2 separate regions of the Triticum aestivum genome follow, and region 2 is linked to region 1. A link is a contact called in public Hi-C data. All regions are on one chromosome and are shown on one strand. Each heading gives the region's core, a stretch centred on a gene start, on an enhancer-like site or on the middle of the called end of the contact. The rest is flanking DNA. Distances are from core to core; before and after follow the strand shown.

Region 1 (4,835 bases), core at 1,340-3,839:
CGATCAGTGGTTTTTGCAAAATGATTACAGTAGACATGGTGTTTTTTGCAAAAAATATAACATAGTGTTTTTTTACAAACCTAGCTTTTAAAGTGGTGGTTGCGTGCAATTTACACCCCGATGGGTTACAGCCCGGACATGCCCGCCGCGCCTGGCCATTGTGTCCGTGCAGGTGTAGCAACTCGTCCGCCATGCCGATGCCCACCGCGCAGGTGTAGCAGCTCGTTGTGGACGTGCCCGCCGTGCCTGGTCGTTGGGTCCGCCATGCGCAGCGCCATCTCACCGGCCGCAGTAGCTCGGCTACAGGTCGAGCTTGGTCATTGCGGCCACCGCGCGCAGCTCCAGCGATGAACCCCACCGCCACCGCCACCCCGCCACTCCTGCTGCTCCCCATAGGCGGAGTCCCCGCACGCCACCCCGCTGCTCCTGGCCGGTGCCCCTTTCTTCCCCCCAACACCGCCGTCTGCTGCTCACGACCGTCGTCGCTCCGCACTAGCACGGGCCCCCGACCAGCCCAGGCAGTAGTCTGCTACGCACCCGGTGGCAGCGTGAGCCATGTCCAGTACGCGCGCTGGGCAGGCAGCGCGCGGCGGCGAAGGATCAGGAGAGGCGCACCCGCGGATCCAGTGTGGTGCCTCATGGTAGAGGTGCAAGCGTGAGTCGTCGTCGAGGAGCCGCCGCCCTCTTGCCATCTCTGGGGGCGAGAGAAGGGGATGAGAATGACGACCGAGAGCTTCTCTCCCGTCCTGGTCAATCGAACGGCAAGGGTATTTTGGACTTTTCCTGTGGGGCCCAACCGACAGATGGCAAATTATCAAAATTCCAAGTAAAGGGTGGCACCAGAAAAATATCAAAGTTCAAAGTAAGTTGTGGCAAATAATCACAAATCCCTTTTTTTTTATGTTTTTTGAGTTTTGTTAGGGTTTGTGTCCTGCTTAGAGATGCGAGGCGGCGGCAACTCTCTGTAGGTGGAATAAGGTCTTTTCTGCCTAGCCCTAGTTTTGATGGTGTTTCTAGCATCGTCAGGGGGCGTGTGAAGGTTTATCTCCGGCGGATCTCATGGAATTCGTTCGGCGTTTGTCTTCGGTGGATCTACGTGGATCCGGTTTTCGTTCGTCTGTCTACAGGTTGGATTCTTCCAATCTACGCTTCTCTTCATCGGCGACGGTTGTTGTTCTGATGCGTTGGTCCCATCGGGTCTTAGCACGAGAACTTCTCGACTGTTTACTACAACAAGGTTTGCTCGTCTTCGACGAGGGAGGGCGATGACGGCGGCGCACCTTCAGCTAGCTCCAGTGCTTGTAATCATCACTAGGTGGTTTACGAACCTGAATGTATTTTTTATTTCTGTGTTCTTTGTACTACCTTAAGGGTCGAAGAATAGATTGGAAGTTTCTCTTGCAAAAGGAAAGTTTAGAGGAAGGGCTAGAAAGTTATGGATATGTTGAGAATGTGCTATAAATAAATCTCAAATGTAAATATTACGTACATTTTCCAATAATTTTAAGCCTAATAGGGTGCAGTCAACCAACAATTAAAATCGGATGCTCATTTTATTCCATATGATTTCACTAAAAAATCGATATACGCAAACCAAGAAGCTGTGGGTAACTAGTAAGTGGTGGCATCAGTCAACAGGGCCTGCGACTGTGTCTCATACTTGAATCCTTGGTTCCTGGAATGGTCTGCAGCCCAGACAAAGATGCCGTAGAGCTTGCCCTGCCCCTGCAGAGTCCGGCAAGCACTGAGCGCGGTGTCGACCGGCACCGAGGTGTTCGTCGCCGCCGTGGTGAAGCTGGCCAGGATGTTGGCTCCAGGGTAGTTGGCGATCTGCTCGTCGAAGAGGCTGACGTACTTCGCCGCGGTGGTGCTTGCGCCGTAGGCGTAGAACTGGAAGTTGACGTAGTCTATGGCGGCCCCGTGCGCCGCCCACAGCGTCCGGTAGTAGCGCTGCACGTCGCCGTTGCCGTACGGCGCGATGGACGCGAACCTGATGACGCCGCTGCTCTTGAGCGCCGCCACGAGACGGCCGGCGCACTCGGCGAAGGTGCCCGGGTCCACCTGGAACTGCTCGTAGTCGATGTCGATGCCGTCCAGGCCGTACCGCTGGATGATGCCGGTCAGCGAGTCGACGGCGTTGCGGACCCAGGAGTCAACGCCGGAGGTGACGTTGAAGAACACGGGCCTGCCGTTGACCGTGGCGCCGCCGAGGCTGACGGCCACGCGCACGTTGGGGTTCCGCCGCTTGACCTCGGCGACCGCGGCGGGGGTGAGCACCGTGTCCTGCCAGAAGACGTTGAACCGGCCGTTGGTCGGGGACGGTGGCTCCGTCGCGGTGGTGTAGTCGATGACGAACGCGAGGATGAAGTCGAACCGGGCGCGCGGGTCGACCGGCACGTCCGCGAACCTGACGCCGTTGTAGAGGGCGCCGATGTAGTCACGGAAGAGGTTGGAGTTGGAGCTTCCTGCCGCGGTGGCCATTGCTGCTGGGGCGTGTAGATGGAGGGCGAGGAAGGCGGGGAGAAGAGTCGCTGCGATGAGCTTTGTGGAGCCCATTGGTGGCTTTTGTTACTCCTGCTTTTGTTCGGGGGAGCGATTGGTTTTTGCACAGCTTGGATGGTTCAGCCGCAGTATTTATAAATGCTAGTGCGTTTTGCGGCTAACGATCAAAACAAGCGATCGAATGGACTTGTTCTGCAGGTGATCAAAGTCATCTGCTTACTTTTCAACAGAAAATCTCCTCCTCAATCGCTGACTCTTGACATTGCAGATACATTCACACGGAATAATGCATATGGAGAATTCATAATGTAACAGATTAATTAAGCGAACTGTCTTCACTCTTCAGGAATACACGATGCTTTGTAATCCCTCTGTTCACTGTTCAAAAACGTCCTACATTAGTGAACAGAGGGTGTAGTAGTTAATAAGCAACTTTGACCACCAATTTTCAAACCACATAATATTTTATGTTCAGTATAATAAATGTTGTTTCATCTGGAAAATAATAATAATGTTGTTTTAGGGTGTTGAGATGGATATAGTTACTCCCTCTGTACCATAATTCTTGTCGTGGTTTTAGTTCAGAGGGGGTACTTTTATGTGAATATGTTGACATGGAATTCTAGGATACTATGAAAATACTAACATTTATATTTTACCAATCCAAATAATATATTTAAAGCTTATGGCACTCAAGATATATATTTATGTTTATCTTCGTCTTCATCTTCAAACTCGCCGGCAAGGAAAACTTGGAAAGGTCGGACTTGGTACTACCAAGATTTTAATTATAAGGCGGGAAGTTCACGGAAATGACTTCTATGTTTCAACATTACCGCCACAATGGCTGTGGGAATTCTTCCAGAAGATAGTACATGCCCTGGATGGCAGGACGGTAGGATTAGGCACACGATCCAAGAAGTCAACTGTTGCATTGCTATGTGATTGAGTTTACCAGCTACCAGCTACAGTACAAGATTGTAATTTTCATAGCTGTGACTGTAGCGACGTGGAAATAATGGTTACTAATAGAGAAATGTCTAACAGCTCCGGGTGCCCCTACACTCTCATGAACAGTAAATTCATAAAAAATTAAAAGAAAATCAAAAAAAGCTGAAACTTTTAGGGATCAAAGACTATCAAAGGTTTGATGTTCCTGCAAAGTTTCAGCAACAAATAACCTTCGTGGAGCCCTCTCCAAAAAAACAAAATCACTGCTCAAAAATGCACATAAAGTTTGAACAATGATTTTGATTTTTTATTTGAGTGCTCTTTGAATGTTATTTTTAGCTAAAACTTTGCAAGATCATCAAAAGTTACATGATGTTCGATGTCCCAAAGTTTCAGATTTTTTTTGTTTTGTTTTGAATTTTTTTTAAATTTACTGTTCATAGAGGGTGTAGGGGCACCCGGGTGCTGAAAATCATGTCTCTTATTAATAGTATCGCTAGCTTTTTACCTAAAAGGAGAAATGTATGTGTGGAAGATTGAGGAATTTTGAGTGTTTGGAGTTTTGACTTCGAGCATTTGTAGCAGTAAAAAATTCTCCTTACAAGATCCGAGATCCCAATTTGATATGTTGGTATACCTATGACTTAAAGTGATTTATTTATCATAAAAGGCTAGAAAATTAATCCTTACTTAGATTTTGAGGGCTGAAAATCACTTTCTGGCGTAACATCCGGGCCCAGCCTGGATCGGTTCACTTAGAATACCTAAGTTGGGGAAGCATGACGAAATGATTTGAGAAATACTCCCTCTGTAAACTAATATAAAAGTGTTTAGATAACTAAAGTAGTGATCTAAACGCTTTTATATTAGTTTACGGAGGGAGTATGATTTTAAAAATAGCTTTAAAAAAATGGTATACTTACACGTGATATTTACGGAGTTAACAGGACTAACCCTACTACCCTCACTACCCCCCCCCCCCTCCGAGCTTCAGTGTGGGCCTCGCTTCCCCCTAATTACGAATCAAAACAGCCCACATCAGCCTGTATGTCACCTCCCGAAAAAGTTGTGCGTAGTTGTAGCATTGCTCCTTTAGAAATAGAAGATCACAACAGTGTTATAAGATCAAGAGCCTTTAGAAATAGAAATAGAAATAGAAATAGAAATATATATATATATATATACCTCATTATTATTTTTAATATACTTATGGGAGTACGTACTCTTGCTCCTCATATACCACATAGATGAATCTTTTATACCTCATTATTATTTTTAATACACTTCATTGATAATTACTAGATACCCTAAAATGGATTTCATGAAAAAAAAATCATGTGTGCCTCATATTTTCAAAAGGTTTACGTATATACTGATTTGTT
Region 2 (4,835 bases), core at 1,343-3,842, 410 kb before region 1:
CCGGAGAGGCGGTGATGGCAGCCATGCGGAGGCGCGCAGGTTGGCAGAAACCGTGCGTGGAGCGGAGGCCAGTCTCAACGCTGGACTAAGACTCGCTCGCCACGCGCTCCGGACAGAAATATGTTCCAATCCATATTAAACGATGAACCAAGCGCGCCCTGGGGTTACCCGGCCAGTGGAGAGGGGTGGTGCGCGTGCTGTAGTTCGGCAACAGGAGACGAGGGATGCGATGGAGAACCGTCCAGCACGGCCGGTGTCGTCGAGGCAGGGGCGCCGGGCGCGGACAGGATGAAGAAGAATAGAAGCACTTAAGTGGTGGAGTACCTAGCTAGCTCCAGCGCGTGTTCTTTACTCGCATCTCTATTATTAAAGGAGGAGTTGATATAGTCGTCTTTCTTTTTTTTCTGGTCTTTTCGTCCTCACGGTCCCATCCCTTTTACTTTTCTGTTGAATTTTCTTAACCCAATCAATTTTTGCATAAAATAAAAACCAATATAAATATCTACTATTAACGGGTTTTAAAGCGGAGTTAGTATAGTCGATTCCCCTCATTCCTGATCTTTTCCTCCCCCACGTTCTCATTTCTTTTCCCATATTATTAAAGGTGGATGTAAGTTATATGTCGGACAATATTGATACTCCGGGTTTGGGAGGTTCTCTTATTTTGAGCTAAAGTTTGACATATAAATTTAACTAATAAAATATAAATTATGTGCCACAAAGATTATGCTGTCGGAAAGCTCTTTCGTATACAAGTTTAACATCATACTTTTTGTAGCATATATTATGTATTTTATTAGTTAAATAAGTGGTCAAAATCTAAGCCAAAATATGGAAGGGCCCAATAAAAACCACGATAGTATTATTTAATTAAGTTGAAATCCCTGCTCTTGGCTGCTCGCGTGGGGGTACATTCTTCATGTCGTTCTCAACCAGCCAAAGGACCCACGAAGTCTTTTTTTTTTTTTGCCCCCTGCCTTTTCTTTTCTTATGGAATCTAAAGTTGTGGGTTCTTGCAAACATGTATGCTATAGCAACGATCAACACATGGTGTGAATTCATGGGTATTATCATATTTCTTCTGGACTCTCAGTACAAACACTACAAACTTTACGTTAAATGAAAAAAAAAACTATCATGCTGAACATCTTTTTAGAAGATAAACTCTTCATTAAAAATGTATTAACAAGTTAACTACTAATAGTTAGAAGTTTGAAATCATGATCTAGTTCTGACGGATGTAATTAATCCTACTTAGAAATAGATGGATGATTGTCACATCAATGATGTCACATAATGACTTGAGTTATTGACTATGACTAGATTCCACTTAGCTTGTTGGAAGTTTGGTATCAAATCAGAAACATAAAGCACGCACGTATTGGGGTCACGAACTTTTCAATCTAGTTTCACAATTATTATTATTTGCTTTACAACTTACAAGTGGCCGGATATATATATGCGCTGACATAAAGATGTAACGATTTGGTCGTGGAATAAATCTTAGTGAATCATCTATCTTTCCATAGATTTGTGGGCACGGGAACATGGCCACTTCGCTGTCACCAACTCACATCGTCTTGCTCTTTATTCTCGTCACCGTCGTCCTTGTATCTCCCGTCATTTTCTTCGTAGCTAGCTAGGGTGATCCGAGTTCACATTTTAAACAGGACCTAGACCATTGTGATTTTTTATTTATGATATGAAACTATGTTTGTCCAGAATTAATTATGCACTCGTGGTATTATGTTTATGACTGATCTAAGACTTAGTATAGTTTGCAGTTATGGAATTCATTTAGCCTCAGCTTATGGTTCTCGATTGAACTGTGTTGTGTTGTCCTTCCTTCCTTCATGCTTTTTGGTTTGCAATGTTTCATGTATTTCCCCACAAAAAAAAAGGTTTTGTGTTTAGCCCCTTGTCTCTTTGCGGTTGGTGTTGCTTTTCGTGGGTGTTGCTTTCCGAGAAGGGAGATCCGTCTTCCTCTGTCGTTCACTCAAGTGATCAATCACTTCTCATCGACCCCCTAGCACCTTCGTGGGTCGACGAAAAATGATCGATTACTTGAGGGAACCCCTAGCACCTTCGTGGGCCCTAGCTCGGGAACTTTGTATCTTCTTTTCTTCTATCAATGAATGGTACACAGCCTTTGTATATTTATGAAAAAGATTGGTACAGGTAAGGTAATTAGCATGTACGCGCCGGTGCTCTCTTGGATGGCCGTTGATCGATCCAGCCTTGTTCCTAAACTGCAGGACCGTACGAACGAGGTAGCTACCACTGCAGCAGACGAGAGAAGCCACCTACACGGGTTGGATGGAGTGGGTAAGTGGAGGGCCCGACGGGTGCCTTTATTTATATGCATGGTGCGGCCAAGCAGCTTCCGCGAAGCATCCTCGTGTCCCAAGCATGTGTAGATGCACAGCGGCAGGCCAGGGGCACTACGTCTGCCCTGATTCTGTTTCTCGAAGACGACCACGACCACGACGGAGAACCCATTCCTCGTGCGCGCGCGTGTGTGTGGACTGTGGAGATGTGAACTCACTTGAAACCAAGTAGCTGCACCCACATCAGTACTGTATATGATTGACTAGCGCTAAGCACGCGAGAATTAGTTAAATTGATAATGATGGGTTGTACGTGTGACGTCACACCAGTACGGCTTCTCAGATGCTTTTGTGTTTTCATGATGTGACACGAAACCTAATTCTATAAGAACGACCGAGTCAACCGTGTGATGTGGTCCATGGAACATTCAACAACAGTTGAAACATGGACTCATTTTACCTAGGTTGGGATCAACTAGCTGCATCCGCGTAAAGCATCTACGCAAATCTAATACTAGCTCCGTCCTATATTACATGGGACGGAGAGATAGGAAACTTCAATCCAATGCATGTTCACCCGCATCTACTCAGACTCAGTTACAAAACCTAATGAGATATAGGTCACATGACATGACAACAGAATAATTCTTATGTCATTTTCCAACCTCTAGGTGGGTCCAAAAAATTGCCGAACTTAAAGTGATGCTACAATCAAAATTAGAGATCCTCACAGCATGAGCTTTTTCTAAGAACCATCCGTCCAACATAAACTTCATTGGTAGCGACGACAACACACGACAACTGTCGATTGCCAAGTAAATGGTACGGCACCGCTCACCGTCTATGACTGAGCAACCTCTTGCTTTGACTCCCCAGGGACAAGTCCGCGTATCTTCACATCATAAAATACTTCCTCCACCCTTCTCAAATCATACTTCATCCCTGCAAACACAAGTACAAAAACAGAGGGGGAAACACAGCTGAATCAATACAGATTACAACAACAACAACAACAACAACAACAACAACAACAACAACAAGGCATGGCAAAATATTACGGTAAGCTGAAATAATACTGCCAAAGCTAGTTGAGTTCTTTTAAAAAGGAACATGTCCAGTGAACCATAAGCTGGGGAACTCACCATCAAATTTCTTACGCAAGAAGTCATTGCGCAGATTCAGCATCCTAAATGAAGCATGCAGATCAGTCAAAAAGCTTAGCACCTTCCGTGGGCAGTCGTAGTCACCCGCCGTGACCCGATTCACTACATATCTAGGCTGTAGACAATTCAGCAAGCAGCCATTAATACAAGTCATAGCTATAGAGCATTACAATTCTATTCAGTACACATCTAGGCTGTAGAAAATTCAGCAAGCAGTCACTCATATCAATATTGGTTGTTGAGCACTTTCGTTTCATTTCATATTAAGGATGCACTCCCTCCGTTAAGTCGGCGACAATTAATATGGATCGGAGTTGTACTAAGTCAGTAACAGTTAATATGGATCGGAGGGAGCAGAAGATTCCACAAGCAGCAATTAGTACCACTCACTGGCTGTAGAGAATTGCAATTATATCCACTAAGCATCTATCTAGGCTGTAAAAAAATCAGCAAGCAGTCACTGTACCACTCATTAGCTCTGCAGCATTAGAATTCTTGCTTAACATACATCCAAGGAAATAACCATATAAATAGTAAATTCAAGACTTCAGAATGCAGATGGTATTATGTAAAGTTTGCATTTTGCAGATATGCCCAGCTTGGTCTAATCCATTCATTTACGAAGTGTGCTACACACTAAAGTCCATCTCAAGTTTATATGCTTGACACTTGTACGTAAATCATTCATGAAGAAAAATAGTTCAGTCCGTCTCAGGTTTATATGCTCGACACTTGTACATGAAACATTGATAAAGAATTATAGTTCACAGTCCAGCCCAAGTGTAAATTGTTTGTACTTATATGTAGTTGTTTTAGCATGCACTCATAAGTTCATAAGTTCATAAGATACAACATGGATCCGACCTTAATACCAACCAAAAATTTGAAGTCAATCTCCATATTCTAATTTATTGGCTTTGGTTCTTTAGCTTTCTACATTCCAATAAAGGGGTATATATAGTATAGGTATATCCTATTCCTGAACACTCACATGTTGAAAACAATCTACATATTATAATGCATTGACTTCGGCTCTTCAACCTTCTAGTATTTATATAGTACTTACGTCTTACAAATCTTATAAAGAAACAAGTCGGTGATGATGGACCATTCAACTTCTGTAATACCAACCAACCGCCTTGGTACGAACGACTGAGAATGGGAAGTGGTTGCTCACTAGTCACTACCCACCTAATTCTGTTTCATAAAACACCCCAATCTACCATGAGTTTTGCAGATTTTAATAAAGTAATTAGCTTGTAAACATAAAGTATGGTTATCCTTCATCCCATAGCAAAGCATGAGTTTCTTGCTAGTATGTAATAGAAGTACAAGTTTAACGAGA

What was found. Hi-C and Micro-C count contacts between places; a contact is called where the count stands out from the background.
Region 2: a contact with region 1 is called in a Hi-C map of leaf, with 5 times the contacts expected there. The contact joins the enhancer-like site here to the promoter of LOC123113836 in region 1. A contact is called at or near these places in 2 of 5 Hi-C or Micro-C datasets (both in leaf).

What each region holds. Positions count from the first base shown.
Region 1 is chr1A:241,742,325-241,747,159 of IWGSC CS RefSeq v2.1, reverse strand. It overlaps LOC123113836 (chitinase 2-like), which reads right to left and starts at 2,589. Exons shown (of 1, transcript XM_044535179.1): 1 at 806-2,589. The coding sequence starts at 2,556. The coding sequence ends at 1,612.
Region 2 is chr1A:242,149,463-242,154,297 of IWGSC CS RefSeq v2.1, reverse strand. It overlaps the pseudogene LOC123044287 and the pseudogene LOC123044290. Among protein-coding and RNA genes, the nearest start is that of LOC123113836, 410 kb to the right of the region's middle. Within about 2 kb of position 2,592, at least 7 of the 8 cell types and tissues checked have an H3K27ac peak or open chromatin away from gene starts, as enhancers often do. A contact at or near this core is called in leaf, where this site is marked.